Linked DNA regions of Mus musculus: regions 2, 3, 4 and 5 are each linked to region 1. A link is a contact called in public HiChIP or PLAC-seq and promoter capture Hi-C data. All regions are on one chromosome and are shown on one strand. Each heading gives the region's core, a stretch centred on a gene start, on an enhancer-like site or on the middle of the called end of the contact. The rest is flanking DNA. Distances are from core to core; before and after follow the strand shown.

Region 1 (2,925 bases), core at 292-2,791:
TTTTCTCATAACAGGAAGACAAAATATATGATTAGTTCTGAAAGCTGTGCTTTACACAGAATAGTCAGCAGTGATTAAGCTATTGCAAACTTATAGATAAGGAAAGTTAACAGACTATGCTAAGTAGTGGCCATCAGAATAGAAATTCACAGTAACCAATGATTTATTCAACTCTTGGAATACAGTATCTAACAGAACTTACTGGAGTCAGTTTAGCCATTCACTCACTAATGACAACAGTAACAAATACACACTGCTTACCATATATCAAGACATTGTCCTAAATATTTTCCAGAGAGCAAGTGGCTTCATCCTAACACTATATGTGAAACGCTTCATTTCATAACTGTCTCCATGTTACAGAAAAGAAACTACAAGAATCCATCAGTTAAGTTATTCTGCCAATACATTAAAACAAGCCAAAAAAAAAAAAGCAACAACAACAAAAAACTGGTAAGATGTTAGATTTAAAACAAAAAACAAAAACAAAAAATCTTGGCTCTAAGTGGTGAACCCTAAACCTAAAATGTTAAGGCCATAAAGAAAACTGCAAAGCCTAAGGAAGGCAGTGACACGATGTAGTAATCCAGCTATGAGCATCCATGAGGAAGACCACACAGCAACGCTAAATGGGAATTTTCCTGTCAGAATCACATGAAGTGTTTGTTTCAAGAATTGTTTGATCCACACTGAATCCAAATTTCTAAAGGTGAGACTAGAAAACAACATTTTCATTTCAATATTTTGCTAAAAAGTAAAAACGAAAACGCCCAAGTAATGGTGGTCAAGTGTGGCCAGGTCTGAAAACTTCTGTAAAAGGTCTCCGCCCGCTTTAGCATTCCAGTTGATATGGTAAATTGATTCCGCAAAAATGCAGGCAGGGACCCTAGCACCGGAGAAACTGTGAGACACTCAGAAACACACACACACACACACACACACACACACACACACACACACACACACACACCGCCGTTCGCTGCTCCTGTTTTTACCTGAACGGGCCCTCGGCGAAGAAACAAGGATGGAGCAAGCAACTGAATAACGGATACGGCGGCTCCCACACGCTGGCTAAACAGCGGGCTTTTTCCTGGTCTTGGCTATTGCCACCAACAGCAAGAAACCCGTCCTGGCCATAAACGCCTGTGGTAATCCGACTGGATTATGGGGCAGAGTCCTTGGGTCCGTTATCTAGCTAACAAAAGATGCCAATGGACTCTTTGCTCCGTGCCCGATAGCGTTCTGGGAAGCCGCTCGGTCGGGGCCTGCCTGCTCTCCAGCCAGGTAAACCCGGCTCCGCCAAAGCAAGGGACGCAGCAATTACTCCCTCCATGTCCCGCGCCTACCCGAAGGTCCTCTCGTCAGGTTGATCTCTTCCTCCGTGACTAAATAATCCACCCGTCCGTTCATATCTGACTGCTCTCCGGCCGGAAACCCCGGGTCAGCGGGTGGCCAGAGCAGGTGAAGGTGAATCAAGCTCCGCGCTGCCTCCCCAGCATAGCTTTTACAGTTTCCTCAGCGGTCAGACCGGAAAAGGAAACCGCGGGCACTGGGAACGTGGAGGATGCTGGGAGTGGTGGTTCTCTGAGCCCACCAGCGTTTTCCGGTACCTCGCACTGTTCTCAAGGCCGATCCTGAGGAGCCATGAGCAAAGAGAGGTATAATGCTCGCTTACACTGGAAGAGCATGGGGAAGGAGAGAGGGTAATAATGGTATGAGATAGAATTACATTGATACGTTTGACATTTTAAATAAAAATCTCAAAATATCTACAAATGTGTGTGTGTGTGTGTGTGTGTGTGTGTGTGTGTGTGTGTGTGTGTGAGAGAGATCTTTTATGAGCCTCAAACCACTCTATGAAAGGCATCATAGGCAAAGTACTAATGAGATTGCATACTTGGGTGGGAAATTGTAACCTTTTGTGCAATACAGATGAAATCCAATGTGATGCCCCATGTAAGAAAACTTGGTAACACTGCTTCAAGTTCCTTCGTTAGCAGTCCCCGTGTTAGTTAATAAAATGTATCCAAATAAAAAAATGAAACCTCCCCCCATCTCTCCTTCTCCCCCTCCCCTCCTCCTCCTCCCCACTCCCTTTCCCTCCCCCTCCCCTTCCCCCTCCCCCTCCCCCCCCTCTCTCTCTCTCTCTCTCTCTCATCAAGCAAGTGTTCACTGCTTAAAGCAAGGCACCTGGGCTGACACACATGACAGGAAGTGAGGATTTCCCTGATATTTACATCTGAGAGCATTGTTTTCCAGGGCCTTATGCACAAGATTTCTTAACTTAGACCTGACAAGACTCTTACTTAACTTTTAAATAGATGTATATATCCCTGGCTTGCATTTAATAATAGGCCTATCTAACTTAAGAAATGTGTACACATATACAGAGGAAAGATAATCATAGGCTTGTTCAAGAAAAATCCTCCAAGCAAAAGGAGGTGAAATGTCCTTTTCACAAAATGATTGCAAGACTTAAGATGTGACTTTCCAGCCCATCTTGACTTTTAAGATCGGACATTCCAAACAGAGGTGAAGAAACTTTCAGGTATCAAAACTACAAAGGCCTTAAGGACCAGGAAGGTGACCATAAATATGTATGGTGACTCAAGGGACTCCTGTGGTGTTAAGAGAATCAAAGACTGCATAATCAGACTATGGTATTCAAAGTTATGGCTAAAAGCCAAGCCAGCAACTCAGGTTTATTAAAACAAGTCAGAGGTGGATTCTATAGGAATGAGACAGGACAAGAAGGCAGGGAACCTGAGGCATGAGGGGAGAAGGATCCTGTCATCTCCAGGTCTGATTAAAATCTCTTGCCGGGCTGCTGAGATAGCTCAGCAGGTAAGAGCACTGACGGCTCTTCCAAAGGTCATGAGTTCAAATCCCAGCAACCATATGGTGGCTCACAACCATCTGTAACAA
Region 2 (2,925 bases), core at 136-2,635, 510 kb before region 1:
GGTGCATTCTGGTTTGTTGTTCAGGAAGACTGGCTGGCTGTAGGGTGAAGGCTGTCTGTATGCAGCCAGATGGGGGTTAGGGTTAGCTTGCTCTTATAATCGAGAAGAGAAGCTGGAAGGGAGCAGAGCTAATCTTTGTCAGGACCTCTCAGGGCAGTCAGGGAGCTGTGAAACCTGGGCTTTATTTCAATCTGGTTAGAGAAATGGATCTTTCTTCACGAAGGGACGGGCCTGGACCGGTGGAAATCAAGCACGAAGAGTTGTGTTCCACTTTTGGAGATAATCACGGGTCTCTTGCGGGGAAGGCAGCAGACACTTTGTTGGGTTGAAGTGAGTGTGTGTGATGCGATGTAGCTGTTACCATTTTCAGGGTGGCCTCTTGGACCACTATGGAAAGAGCTCTAGCACCTGATAGGCCTGCTTAGAGCTGACCTATACAATCCAGGCTTGGGCTCCCAGGAAATTGCTCCTTGGAGGTCTCTAGGATATCTGTGCTCACAGAACACTCCTCCATCTCCTCCATTCATAACTTTCCTCCTCCCAATATGGGACCAGGATTCCTGGGACTGCCCTCTCCTCCCCGGCCTCCGCCCCAGCGTTGTTAGGCCACAGAGAAGCTGCTCCTGTGTTCTTTAAGTTCAGACTGATTAGCCAAGATGCCCGGGTTCTGACCGCAGGTCACATGGACCATAGGGCCATAGGGGTAGTTTACTGGACCCTCGGGGGACCCACCTTAGGCTGCTTCGGTTCGCCTCCGTCAGAATTATCTCAGGCAGCCGCTGTGGAACTTGGGTGTCACCCGTAAGGAGATTTTTTTTTTCTTTTTGAAATAAATGAATACCTCTTCCCGTAGGTCGCAGCTCACTCTGTGGGCCGCACCTGGTGGTTCCCCAGGTTGCCCTTGATTTTGCGGCCTCCGGGAAACATTTCTCAAGGACTTTGGGTCATTTGGAGCTATTTTCCCTGCCTGCTTCATGGAGCTGTTGCGACAACTCAAGCCTAAGAACTAACACACGATAAGTGTGTAAGGCTTCTTTACTATCCAGGTGACCATTCAGGAGGGACTGAGGCTGCTGGAGCGCGCGGAGGTTCCCAGCGAGGACTTGCTGAGAAAAAGTTACTCTTTATCCCAGCCTCTGCTGGAGCCCACTGTGGCCGGGAAGCCAGTGTAGCTCCTGGGGGGGTGGGGGGTGGGGGTGGGGGTGGGGGTGGGGGTGGGGGTGGGGTGGGGTACTGACCACGAACCGCCCCTCTCATCTCTCTCCCATTGGCTTCCACCTGCCGGAGGGTCGGCTGCTACAGGCCTCTCGACCCGTCAGTCAGCCTCTCCGGGCCCCGCCCCTCCCCTCCCGGGGTTTATAACGGGAATTCCCATGGCCCGAGCTCCCGCATCCAACCTGCTGTCGCCGCGGCCACGCCGAGCGCAGCAGGCGCCACGCGCAGAGCACACGCTCGCACTCCAGCTCCGGGCCTCCGCCGTTCATGACCGTGACCCCGGGCGCAGGCTCCTCCAGCCCCTGCCGCTGGCTCTTCGGCCACTCCCAGCTGCTGCAAGGGTCCCCACCTCCCCAAGTGCTTTGAAGCTAGCCTGAGCCCCCCTGCCCGCTGCCCGCTCGTGGCTGCCCGGCTCCGCTGGCACCATGCTGCCCGCGCGCGTCCGTCTGCTCACGCCCCACTTGCTGCTCGTGTTGGTGCAGCTGTCCCCGGCCGGCGGCCACCGCACCACCGGCCCCAGGGTAAGTGCGTCTCCCAGCTGCGCGCGCCCACCTGCGCTTGGCCGCTCATCTACAGGAGGGGGAAGGGAGGTGTCAGACCTTGTCCTCGACTTTACCGTCTAGTCCCTTGCAGGCCTCTTGGAGAAGTTGCTGAAATAAAATTTCATTGCCCCCCTCCTTCCCCGCCTTTTCTTGTAGCACTGACTCCCCACGACCTGTCACCGGTGGGTTTTCTTTCTCGAACTTCTCCTGAGGTTTTTCTCCTGGGCCTCCTAGGTCGGTGGGATCTCGGCCTTGGCTGGAGCAGAGTTTCCCTATGTTGTCGCTGCACCAGTCCCTCGAGCTGGCTTTCTTGGCAGGCAGAGGGTGTGTGTGTGTGTGTGTGTGTGTGTGTAGAAGGGGCGGGGGGGGGCACTCTGCCTAGAGAGTTTTAGGTTACCCGCGAGCCACACAAGGACCTTGTGTTGTTGTTGTTTTAAAAAGCAATCGCTGCTCGTAAAACCCACAGCAGATAATTTTAATGCCCCCCTCCTGCTGGCCTGGCCCTGGAGGAGTGGCAGGGGTAGGGAGCCGTGGAGAAGTTCGGAAGAACTTCTCCCCTGGGTTGGATCGGTTGAACCTTGATCTGATTGGAGTTTCTGAACCACACGAAATGTGCCAATTCTGTGCACAGGACGGGTTGTCCAGGGCATTGTAAAAAAAACGGGAACCAGCAGCACCGTGCTCATTTCTGGTCTAGATTATTGTTCTCCCTGCTCCCTCCTAATGGTCTAATAAAGAATTTCACTGCCTTAAAAATGTATTTGTTAAACCACCTAGAGGTTCCTTTGGCAACACGTAAGGGAGGCAGTCTCTGGGCAAGGATCAGGGTCAGTAAGATCAGAAGCCGGACCTCTGGGTAGCAGCTTGCCCGCTCCCATTCTGCGAGAATCTCTCTGGGAAAATAGCAAGGATTTGACTTCTGAGCAAATGAAGTTGGCTTCTCCACCAAATTGTGCTTTCTTCCCTGGATATCCTCTGGCCCCATTTCCTGGATGGCTAGCCCCATTACCACCTGTTCCCATAGCAGCTTCTTTATTCCTGGCCTTTGCTACCCGGGAATCATCTTTATAGCTGCAGTGTATGGAGGAAAAGCTTTGCAAAACCTGACTTAACTTAATGGCTACCCAGATGCTGAGCTGCTCACATCCGAGCCCACCTATCACTGGGA
Region 3 (2,925 bases), core at 239-2,738, 490 kb before region 1:
AAATCTGCACTGGCACAGAGAAGGAAATGAAGCTCTTCTCCCATGGCTGTGCTTCAGGGCATCCCGAGCCTCGGCTCTTGGCTTGGCTGCCTGCTTTCCAGCCCCTCGGAAGGCAGTGGAACAGAGTGTGTTGAGGCTGAAGTGATCTGAGGTCCATTAGGTCACAGCTATGCTGTTTTTCGGTGTATGCTTTTGGGTAGGGTGATGGAGCTCTAATTCCACTTTCCTTATCTGGAAGTGGAAGATATTACTTACTGCATTGGGTCATTGTGGACTCAAATGGAGCACGACTGGGTGCTCAGGAAGGGTTACCTATTCAGAAAAATGATGGACTAAGCAAAACCACGAGTGATTTTTTTTTTTTTTTTTTTTTTTTTTGGTTTTTTGAGACAGGGTTTCTCTATGTAGCCCTGGCTGTCCTGGAACTCACTCTGTAGACCAGGCTGGCCTCGAACTCAGAAATCCACCTGCCTCTGCCTCCCGAGTGCTGCAATTAAAGGCGCCCGGCCCACGAGTGATTTTTATGAAAATTCCTTTTAACATTTTATCTTCTTTTGATCATAGAGGATCTATCTCTGTGTGTGTGCATGTGCTGTGTATGGGTGTGTGTATGTGTGTGTGTGTAGCTCACAGGTCACTGTCCCGGGATCTTCTTCAACTTTTTTTTGAGAGATTATCTCACTAAAACAGAGGCTTACTGAATGGCTAAACTGGCTGGACAGCCGTCTCTGGAGATCCTTCAGTCACTAGAGGCCTGCTCCATCACACCTAACTTTTTATTGGAAGTCGAACCTGGTACCTCATGCTTGCCCAGGAAACATTTTTCCAATCGAGCTATCTCTCCAGCTCTCTCCCCCTCTTCTGACTCCCCTCCCTTTTCTCTTTGGCCATGGAACCCAGGGCAATGCACCTGCTCATAGTATTTCCTCATGGAAGGGCTTGTTAATGCTGAGTCGTCTCAAAGGGTCACTTCTCTGTCTGCTGAAAATGCAAAGGGGTTTTTATCTGGAATCTATAAAGATTCCAGTCTATAAGAGCCTGGTATGACTCCTGCAGGCAAAAACCAAACAAAACCAACCCACCTAAGTGCAGATATCCCCTTAAGCCTGTGTCGCTGGAGTTTTAAATTCTGGTCCTGTCCACATAATTGGTCCATTACACTTTAAGTTTTCCTACCACAGTGGCTACTATGGATTTCTCTCTCTCTCTTTCTCTCTCTCTCTCTCTCTCTCTCTCTCTCTCTCTCTCTCTCTCCCTCCACCCTTTGTGAACTGAGATTCTCTTCACCTGCCTCTCTGCCTCTCCAGTTTTGGGGGCAGAGGTTCACCCTAAGACCTCCCTTCTCTGGAAGGTCTAAGAAGGCTTGCTGGGCTTCAGTTCATTCAGACTCTTCCTCGTTGCTAGGGATGAGCGGAGACCTTAAAGCTCCTTTCACGGTCACCACGCCCACTTTATTGATCCAGTGGAGAGAGCGATTAGCAGTGGACCTTGGGGAGAGGTCTGCCCAGTTGCTGCTCAGCGCTGTGCTTTGCAGAGGTTGTCAGTATGGAGGGAGCTGAGGAGGAGAGCTGGGAAGATCAGCTGCTCCTAGTGCCCGCAGAGGCTGCCACTGAGCTCCGTGCTCCCCAGGGCCATGTTGAAGCACAGGACTGGGGTTCACTGTCATTGGAATCGGACTCTGCAAACACCTACTGAGTTATGTGCGAACCAATGCTCTAGCTCCCAACGCCTCAGAGTAACATGCAAATAAACATGTATATAAATAAGCTGATGACATGTATGTAAATAAGCTGACTAATTTACATACTGGCTTGGCTCCTAAGGGACAGATGCTTTTCAAAGCCCCGTAGAGGCTGAGCCATTTCAGGTGACATCCTTATGATGAAGGCATTGTTATTATCCTCATTTTATGAAAGGGGAAACTGAGGCAGAGAAAGCTTCGTGGTTCCGAGACATGCACGTTGGGTATCATGTTGTTTACTTATGACTTAACAATATGAGGAAAGTGTCAAGAGACTAAGCATGCTTTATGCCGTCTTCCATGCCCACAGAGTCCCCCCCTGTGTTATAGAAACCAGTGAACCATAGAGAAGGGAGCGCCCACATCCTTGTGGTCACCGTTACTGATTAGACATAGGACCGCAGTCTCAGCGGCTCAGTCCTAGACTCTGTAGCCATGTCTTTCTGGAGCTGGACATCATTAGCAAAACCTTGGCCTTTTCTCCACAGAGCTGAAATGGTACTTAAGGGTCTTAGAATATCTTGCACAGAAATCTGCTGAAGCAGTCTAACTCTGCAAAGGTGAGAAAAGGGCACGTCTCAAACGTCCCACAGGCGACTCTTAGGCAAGTAGCAGTATATTACATACTACAGGCTAAAATTGCAGAAGGGAATAAAACCTACTGGGCAAGGCTTGCAACCTACAGCCTGTGCGAATGTTGTTTGAAAGAACATAAAAACTACACATTTCGTTTGCTCTTGGCTGGGCCTGGTGGTGTATGGCTTTAATTCCAGCATTCAGGAGGCAGAAGCAGACATATCTCTGAGTTTCCGATCAGCCTGGTGTATTTAGAAAGTTCCAGGACAGCCAGGGTTACACAAAGGAACCTCATTTTGAAATCGAAACAAAACAAAATTTTATTTGTTCTTGCTAGTAGCTGCTTAAACCCACCCAGACAAGCTCCTATGAGAGGAGCCTCTGACGATGTCTGTCCTTTATCCCCAGGTCTTATGTTTCTGTCTGAGGCAAGAGAAACACCTTGTTTGGGGCTGGGACTACCTCTTCACTGACATGGAGTTAGCGGCTAGGTAGCCACAGGTCCACACAGTGATGTTTTAGACCAACACACACATCTGTTAACACCGCTGTGAAATTTAAAGTAAGAATTTCTTTTCTCAGCCTTGTCCCGTACTCAGGGTGTATGC
Region 4 (2,925 bases), core at 130-2,629, 340 kb before region 1:
TTCCTTTGCTGGGTAAGCCAGCCAGTGGTCTCTTGTCATTTCTCATCAACAAAGGACAGATCAACCTGAACAATCCTTTCTGTGTGCTACTTCTACATCTGGCAGCCACCTTAACAATGTGACCTTAGCACTCCCTTTGCTCTGCACCATCTCCTCCTTAATAGGATAGATTCCAGGAAAACCCTTTGTCCAGATCCTCTTAACAGGACTATTGATTCTAGTTAATGGTTGATGATCCTGTATGTGGTAAGCGGAGCCTGTTCCCAAACTCAAGGCTATCTTTTAGTAATCTGCACACTTGATACAAGGGAGTGCTATGCACGGGGGTACTGCCTGTCTACAAGGTAGTAAACAGGTATCACACTGCTGATATAACTCAATCAGGAGAGACCAGGATGAGCTGCAATACAGTTCACCCCTCATGACTTCGGTGGCTAAAACACAAAGAGATAACCTAGACTTAGTGTCAGCTGGGGCACTTCTTTGTACTGTCCTTATTAGGGATCCATGTCAAGGAAGACTCCTTCCCTCTTGATTATGGAAGCAAAGAAAGAGAAATGTGGTAAATTGCACTCTGGTGCCTATTCAGAATGAAATATATTACCAACTTGGGGAGGAAAGAATTTATCTGGATTACATGTTCCAAATAGAGTCTATCACAAAGGGAATTGGGGACAAGAGCTGGAAGCAGGAGAAGAGGCAAAAATGGGGGAACACTGCTCACTGGCTCTCTCCCCTGGTTTGCTCAGTTACTTTTCATATACAACCCAGGGCCATCTGCCAATGAAAGTGGCACTGCCCACAGTGGCCTGGGTCCTCCTACATTGATCGTCAATCAAGACAATGCTCCCCCGGGATTGCCAAACTTATGGAGGCAATAACTCAGTTGACATTCCTTCTGCCTAGATATGTCCTAGGTTTGTATCATGTTGACAAAAACTAAGCCCCACAGTCATATTGCTCATGTTCCAGTGACTAAAGGGGTCACACGGCCCCACCCGACTATACAACAGTGAAGAAATAGAATCAGGAGTATTTTGTAAAAACTCTCGACTATTATGATGTAGATTATCTTAGTGTGATTTTAACTGGGCAGTGTGTGTACTGTCTAAGAGTAAAGAAACTTGCTTATTCCATTTTGTGCAATGCATTTTGCCCATGGCTTCTGACAAATGTGGCATGTTCATAACAACCACCATTCCCCTTGCTCAGCAAAGTGGGGAGGTGAATACCAGTTTCCCTTCTGTGAGAAGTCAGCACCCCACCTAGAGACTGTATCGGATGCCCTGTAGGAACGCTGCCACCCTCACAGTGTGGGCAGGAGAAGAGAAGTTGGAGGGGAAAGAGCAGGTTCAGGTAACATTGGAGGAGAATAGCTGGCTGAGACATCCCAGTGCCCTGTGCTATGCATGTGAGAACCTTGTGACTTCTGTAATCATTAGTTTGACCCATGCCCTATTGAATCATCTTCCATTAATGAGAGTCAAGGCTGTTTCACAAGCTCAGTTCCAATCAATCATGCAACTCAATATGCAACTTGCTTTAGTCTCCCTCCCCTCTCTGCCCTAGCACAGTGTCTTGGTCCATGACTGTTACAACACAGTGGAACAGTGGTCTGGCTCCAAGTCACTCCACTGGTTTATAACTGTTCTTCATGATGGAGTCAGAAGGAGGAAAAAGGAGAGAAGCCATGAGGGTCTCTGAGCAGTATCCTTCTGTGTTTATTGTAGCCACATCTCAGTTTAATGCTTATTCTATTTCCCATTGTACTAGGGGCCCTCTGTTAGAGCTTATATGGAGCACATGTCAGGTCCTGGAGTAAACCTCCCCATTGTTTAATCCTTCCTCATTGATTCGGCCAGTTCAGTTTTGGTGTGACCTTTCTATATCTTCCCATGTGAATATACCATGTATTCATGGTATCCATGTCCATTTTGATCTAGGGCCCCTGCTTCTGCTTTTCTATTGCGGCTGCAGCCTGACTCTCTGATAGGGTTTCCATTCATGGAACTTCGCTCACTGAAGCCCTGCCCAAAACTGGAAAGGCAGGCTGATCTTCAGCTGTTTCTTGTCTTAGCTCTTCACCCCCATGCCCCTTCAGTGTGTAGACGAGGCTGGCCACCAACTCTGCTGCATGTTGTTGGTGGTGGTGGTGGTGGCAGCAGCAGCATGGAGTCCAGCTGGAACACGAGGTGACAAACTTGCAGCTGTGACTTGTGACGAGCTGGTGGTCCCACTGCTTTTAGAATGTTTCTCCTATAGCTCTGGAGAAGACAGGGACATAGATGGAAACCGAAAGGCAGTATGACTACAGCACTCAGTATATAATACAATACTTTGGGGAGTTGTAAGGACATTGGTGGGGAAGGACTGAAATCGGGCTATTTAAATTACCCATGTGGAACTTTGTACCTTCCCCAACAAGCTATAAGGCTGAACTTGCACAACAGCACCCCATCATCAAGTCAAAGAGATACAGAGGGAACAGCTTAGTCAGGTCAAGAATGCATCTGTAGGTTACATAAACACTTGGCTAAGATGCTCATGGTAACTGATTATATCTGCAGCTGTATTCCCTCTGTCTGAGACACTCTTTGAGCTTAATTCAAAATGCCTCTGTGCAGTGTGCCAACCAGCTCCATTTAGACCTGGACAGTGTCGTGCTCTAGCACTGCTCAGGAATGACCCTCTGTCCTGGCTAGTTTTATGTTAATTTGACACAAGCTAGAGTCATCTGAAAGGAGGGAATCTCAATTGAGAGAGAGAAAAAAAAGCCCCCATAAGACCCAGTTATAGGGTATTTTCTTAATTAGTGATTCATGGAGGAGGGCCCAGCCTATTGTGGATGGTGCCATCCTTGGGCTGGTGGTCCTAGGTTCTATAAGAGAGTGGGCTGAGCAAGCCATGAGGAGCAAGCTAGTAAGC
Region 5 (2,925 bases), core at 271-2,770, 330 kb after region 1:
TTGTATTACTTAATCTTGATTTTGTTTTTAGTCATACATTTAAAATATATGTTGATGTGAATTTATTTACACCCTTTAAAGTGCTTTGAACTTAGATCACTTTGTGATTATACAACGGAAAGTGGTGTTCTTCCTACCTGAAAGGTTCTTACAATCTCTGGAAGGCTTCTTAAAACTTTTTGGTTTTTCCCTAGTCTCTCACCCAGTTTCCCTAGAGAGATAATGTGAGAATTTCCTTTTCTAAGTCATTCTGAGGTGATGCCCCCATCACCTTTGAGAACAGCTGACTATATCCTTAAGCCTGAAGGTCCTGCCTGAGTTCTAACTCCTACCTGAGTGGATATGAAAGGCTCAGTCCATGCTGCTAGGATGAACGCTGACTTCTGAGCACTCCACAGCTTATTACTTATGAGAACCTGGGCAATCACTCTGAGTGGCAGAGCCCTCACTGGTAAAAATAAGGATAGCCCTGGCTGTGTTAAAGGAGCGTTGTGAAGGTTAAGTGGAGCAGGTGTGAGCATAACCAGCTATACAGTGGCATGATACCCAGAGGCACTGCGATGGGTTTTAACCACTTCTTAAAATGTCACCAACTGCTCTGTCTCACTTGCTTTCCTCATTAATTATAGCAACTTTAATCTGGGAAAACAGAGTACGTTTATTGCTACAATAAACTCAACCTTCAAACCCTTAAAAAAAAAAAGCCATCCAGTGAGATCAGACATACTTCAGAAACATTAGACTGGGCCAAGAATGATTCCCAGTTTTCACAGCTATAAAAAGAGAAGTACAAGACCCCATTCAAAGTTTGGGTGGAGTCAGGAATCTTTCAACTCTGCTGAGATTGGCCCATTGATAAAAATGGTTACTAGTTGCACCACATGAAAAAGAAAAGTTGTGGTGCAAGCATAACTTGGTCATGTCATACTTTTGTATCTCTTGCAGCTTGTATTAATTTACACCTATTTGGAAGCAGTAAAGCTTCTAGTTCTTGACGTCGTCGCCCTTTTTCTCACTCAAGCTGCTTCGGGTCCAAAAAAGGGTAACACAGTTCTTTTCAACTCTGCTTTAATTCTTCCAGTCCTGCAGTGTCAAACTCAGACAGTTTACCCCCAAATGTTTTTTACTTGTTTTGTCTTGGGCAATTGCCACAAACGGCAGCCCCTGCAAGGTCTACGAATTCTGGAAGTCTGGAAGTCCGCTCGACTTTAAAGAGCTTGCAGTGGTCGGTCATGCCCGGTGCAGTGCCATCCGGGTTGCAAACTCGGACCCGACCGGATCCCACCCCACCCCACCCCACCCGACCCCACCCCACCCCACCCGACCCCACCCCCATCCCCACCCCGGCCAGATGCTGCTTCTGCAGGCTTCTCCCAACAGGAGGCGCCCGTGCGACCCAGGCGCTGCGCGTACCCGTGGGGACCGCTCCGCGGGTGGAGGGAGCAGGAGGAGGAGCCGGAGGGGGCGCGGCTTCCTCCGCGTCCTGCCGGGCGCCCGCTCGCCTGCTCCGCCGGGCCGAGGCTGGCGGCCGGCGGGGGTCGCGGCGGCGGAGGCGGCGGCGGCGGCGGCAGCGCTGGCGGACTGGGCTCGGGCTCGGAGCTCGAAGACAAGATGGCGGCGGCGCTCAGGAGCCCGGCCTCCTCCTCCTCCTCGCCGCTCTCCGCCCTGCCGCTCGCCGCCTCCTCCTCCGCCGTCTCCTCCTCCTCCTCCTCGTGCAGCAGCACCAGCGAGCGCCGCGGCGCCGGGCCGCTCTCCCGGAGCTCGGGAGGGGGCTAGACCGGTCCGCGGGCGCGCAGGCGACGAGGCCGAAGCTGGGGCCGGGGCGGGGACGGCGGCGGCGGCGGCGGCGACGCCGGGTGGGGATGGGGTCGCAGACGCTGCAGATCCTCCGGCAGGGGGTGTGGGCCGCGCTCAGCGGCGGCTGGTACTACGACCCGCACCAGGCCACCTTCGTGAACGCGCTCCACCTCTACCTGTGGCTCTTTCTGCTCGGCCTGCCCTTCACGCTTTACATGGTGAGTGGGGGCGGGGACGGGGACCCGCAGCGGACGCTCGGCTGTGATCCTCGGGGGCCCGGGGGTCGCGCCCCTGTCCTCCCCGCGTCCCGCGGTCCCGGCGGCGGGCGGACGCTCCCCTCCCCCGCTGGCTCCGCTCCGGGCCCCGGGTTTCCCGTGTTTTCAGCACCTCCCTTCCCGCCGGTCCCCGGCCGGGTCCCGCTTTCCTAGCGCCTCTCGTGCGGGTCTGCGTAACTGGCGCCCCGAGGCCTTCCATCGGGGGTCCCCGGTCGTTCCCCGGGCCTCGGACTATCTACCTCCCGCTCCCCGGGGGCATCCCCGCCCGCACCTCGGCCCCCGGCTGTGTGCGGAGCCCGGGGGAGGCCGTGCGCGCTCCGGCAGAAACGGAGTCGCAGGGTGTCCCGGCTCGTACTCGCTTCCCGTGCTGGGGGAAACCCCCAGCGGGCTCGCGCCTCCGCAAACCGCTGATCGGTTGAGTGCGGGTTCCATTCGGTTCAGCCCCGCGGCGAGGGACCGCGGTGTTGTCAGGCTAGCGCTGCCGGCAGGGAGCGGGGAGATACGAGAGCCTGGCTGGCGTTTGTTTGCGTTGGTTCAAGGCCTTTGACTGGCTGGGAAAAGGAGAGTGCCGCCGCCTGTTGCTTGGTGCTCTCGGTCCAGTTTCTCTGAAGTGTTTTTGGTGTTCCCAGACGGTTTCCTTCTATAGCCAAGGCTGGCCTGAGAGTCACTGTGCAGTCCAGGCCTCAGGAGTGTTTTTAGAGGATGTTTTCCTGAAAGATGTTTGCACATTTCTTAAAAATAAAAAATAAAATAAAAGCACAATTTTAGGTGGCACATTTGAGAAAACAAAGCTTTCAAATTTTAAAGTGATTGGAAGGAAGGATATTAACTTTTATTTTCAGGGAATTTCTGC

What was found. Promoter capture Hi-C pulls out the DNA fragments that hold promoters and counts their contacts. HiChIP or PLAC-seq counts read pairs in DNA pulled down with a chosen protein or histone mark.
Region 2: an H3K27ac HiChIP or PLAC-seq map of embryonic stem cells shows a contact between it and region 1, with 4 times the contacts expected there. The contact joins the promoter of Smoc1 here to the promoter of Synj2bp in region 1. A contact is called at or near these places in 12 of 39 promoter capture datasets (3T3-L1-derived adipocytes, the C10 cell line, cranial neural crest and 7 more), 1 of 484 Hi-C or Micro-C datasets (embryonic stem cells) and 5 of 115 datasets of contacts at active chromatin or transcription factors (the SCID.adh cell line, acute myeloid leukemia, bone marrow-derived macrophages and 2 more).
Region 3: a contact with region 1 is called in an H3K4me3 HiChIP or PLAC-seq map of stem cell-derived neural progenitor cells, with 2.3 times the contacts expected there. The contact joins the enhancer-like site here to the promoter of Synj2bp in region 1. A contact is called at or near these places in 4 of 39 promoter capture datasets (3T3-L1-derived adipocytes, cranial neural crest and liver) and 4 of 115 datasets of contacts at active chromatin or transcription factors (acute myeloid leukemia, bone marrow-derived macrophages, embryonic hindbrain and 1 more).
Region 4: a contact with region 1 is called in a promoter capture Hi-C map of liver, with 4 times the contacts expected there. The contact joins the enhancer-like site here to the promoter of Synj2bp in region 1. A contact is called at or near these places in 5 of 39 promoter capture datasets (cranial neural crest, embryonic stem cells, hippocampal neurons and 1 more), 1 of 15 datasets of contacts at CTCF or cohesin (the NIH/3T3 cell line), 7 of 484 Hi-C or Micro-C datasets (the N1E-115 cell line, cerebellar granule neurons, embryonic fibroblasts and 2 more) and 10 of 115 datasets of contacts at active chromatin or transcription factors (the NIH/3T3 cell line, cardiomyocytes, embryonic forebrain and 5 more).
Region 5: an H3K27ac HiChIP or PLAC-seq map of microglia shows a contact between it and region 1, with 6 times the contacts expected there. The contact joins the promoter of Pcnx here to the promoter of Synj2bp in region 1. A contact is called at or near these places in 2 of 484 Hi-C or Micro-C datasets (Th1 cells and large pre-B cells), 2 of 115 datasets of contacts at active chromatin or transcription factors (embryonic stem cells and microglia) and 1 of 9 other capture datasets (pancreatic islet).

What each region holds. Positions count from the first base shown.
Region 1 is chr12:81,531,370-81,534,294 of GRCm38.p6, forward strand. It overlaps Synj2bp (synaptojanin 2 binding protein), which reads right to left and starts at 1,542. Exons shown (of 4, transcript NM_025292.7): 1 at 1,347-1,542. The coding sequence starts at 1,410. Gm20498 (predicted gene 20498) reads right to left here and starts at 1,542. Exons shown (of 6, transcript NM_001309848.1): 1 at 1,347-1,542. The coding sequence starts at 1,410.
Region 2 is chr12:81,025,423-81,028,347 of GRCm38.p6, forward strand. It overlaps Smoc1 (SPARC related modular calcium binding 1), which reads left to right and starts at 1,386. Exons shown (of 13, transcript NM_022316.2): 1 at 1,386-1,736. The coding sequence starts at 1,641.
Region 3 is chr12:81,042,288-81,045,212 of GRCm38.p6, forward strand. The region is part of intron 1 of Smoc1 (SPARC related modular calcium binding 1); the gene reads left to right. Among named protein-coding and RNA genes, the nearest start is that of Smoc1, 17 kb to the left of the region's middle. Within about 2 kb of position 1,489, at least 9 of the 459 cell types and tissues checked have an H3K27ac peak or open chromatin away from gene starts, as enhancers often do.
Region 4 is chr12:81,188,357-81,191,281 of GRCm38.p6, forward strand. No RefSeq gene overlaps it. Among named protein-coding and RNA genes, the nearest start is that of Mir3067, 24 kb to the left of the region's middle. Within about 2 kb of position 1,380, at least 8 of the 459 cell types and tissues checked have an H3K27ac peak or open chromatin away from gene starts, as enhancers often do. A contact at or near this core is called in liver, where this site is marked.
Region 5 is chr12:81,858,510-81,861,434 of GRCm38.p6, forward strand. Pcnx (pecanex homolog) reads left to right here and starts at 1,521. Exons shown (of 36, transcript NM_018814.3): 1 at 1,521-2,015. The coding sequence starts at 1,863.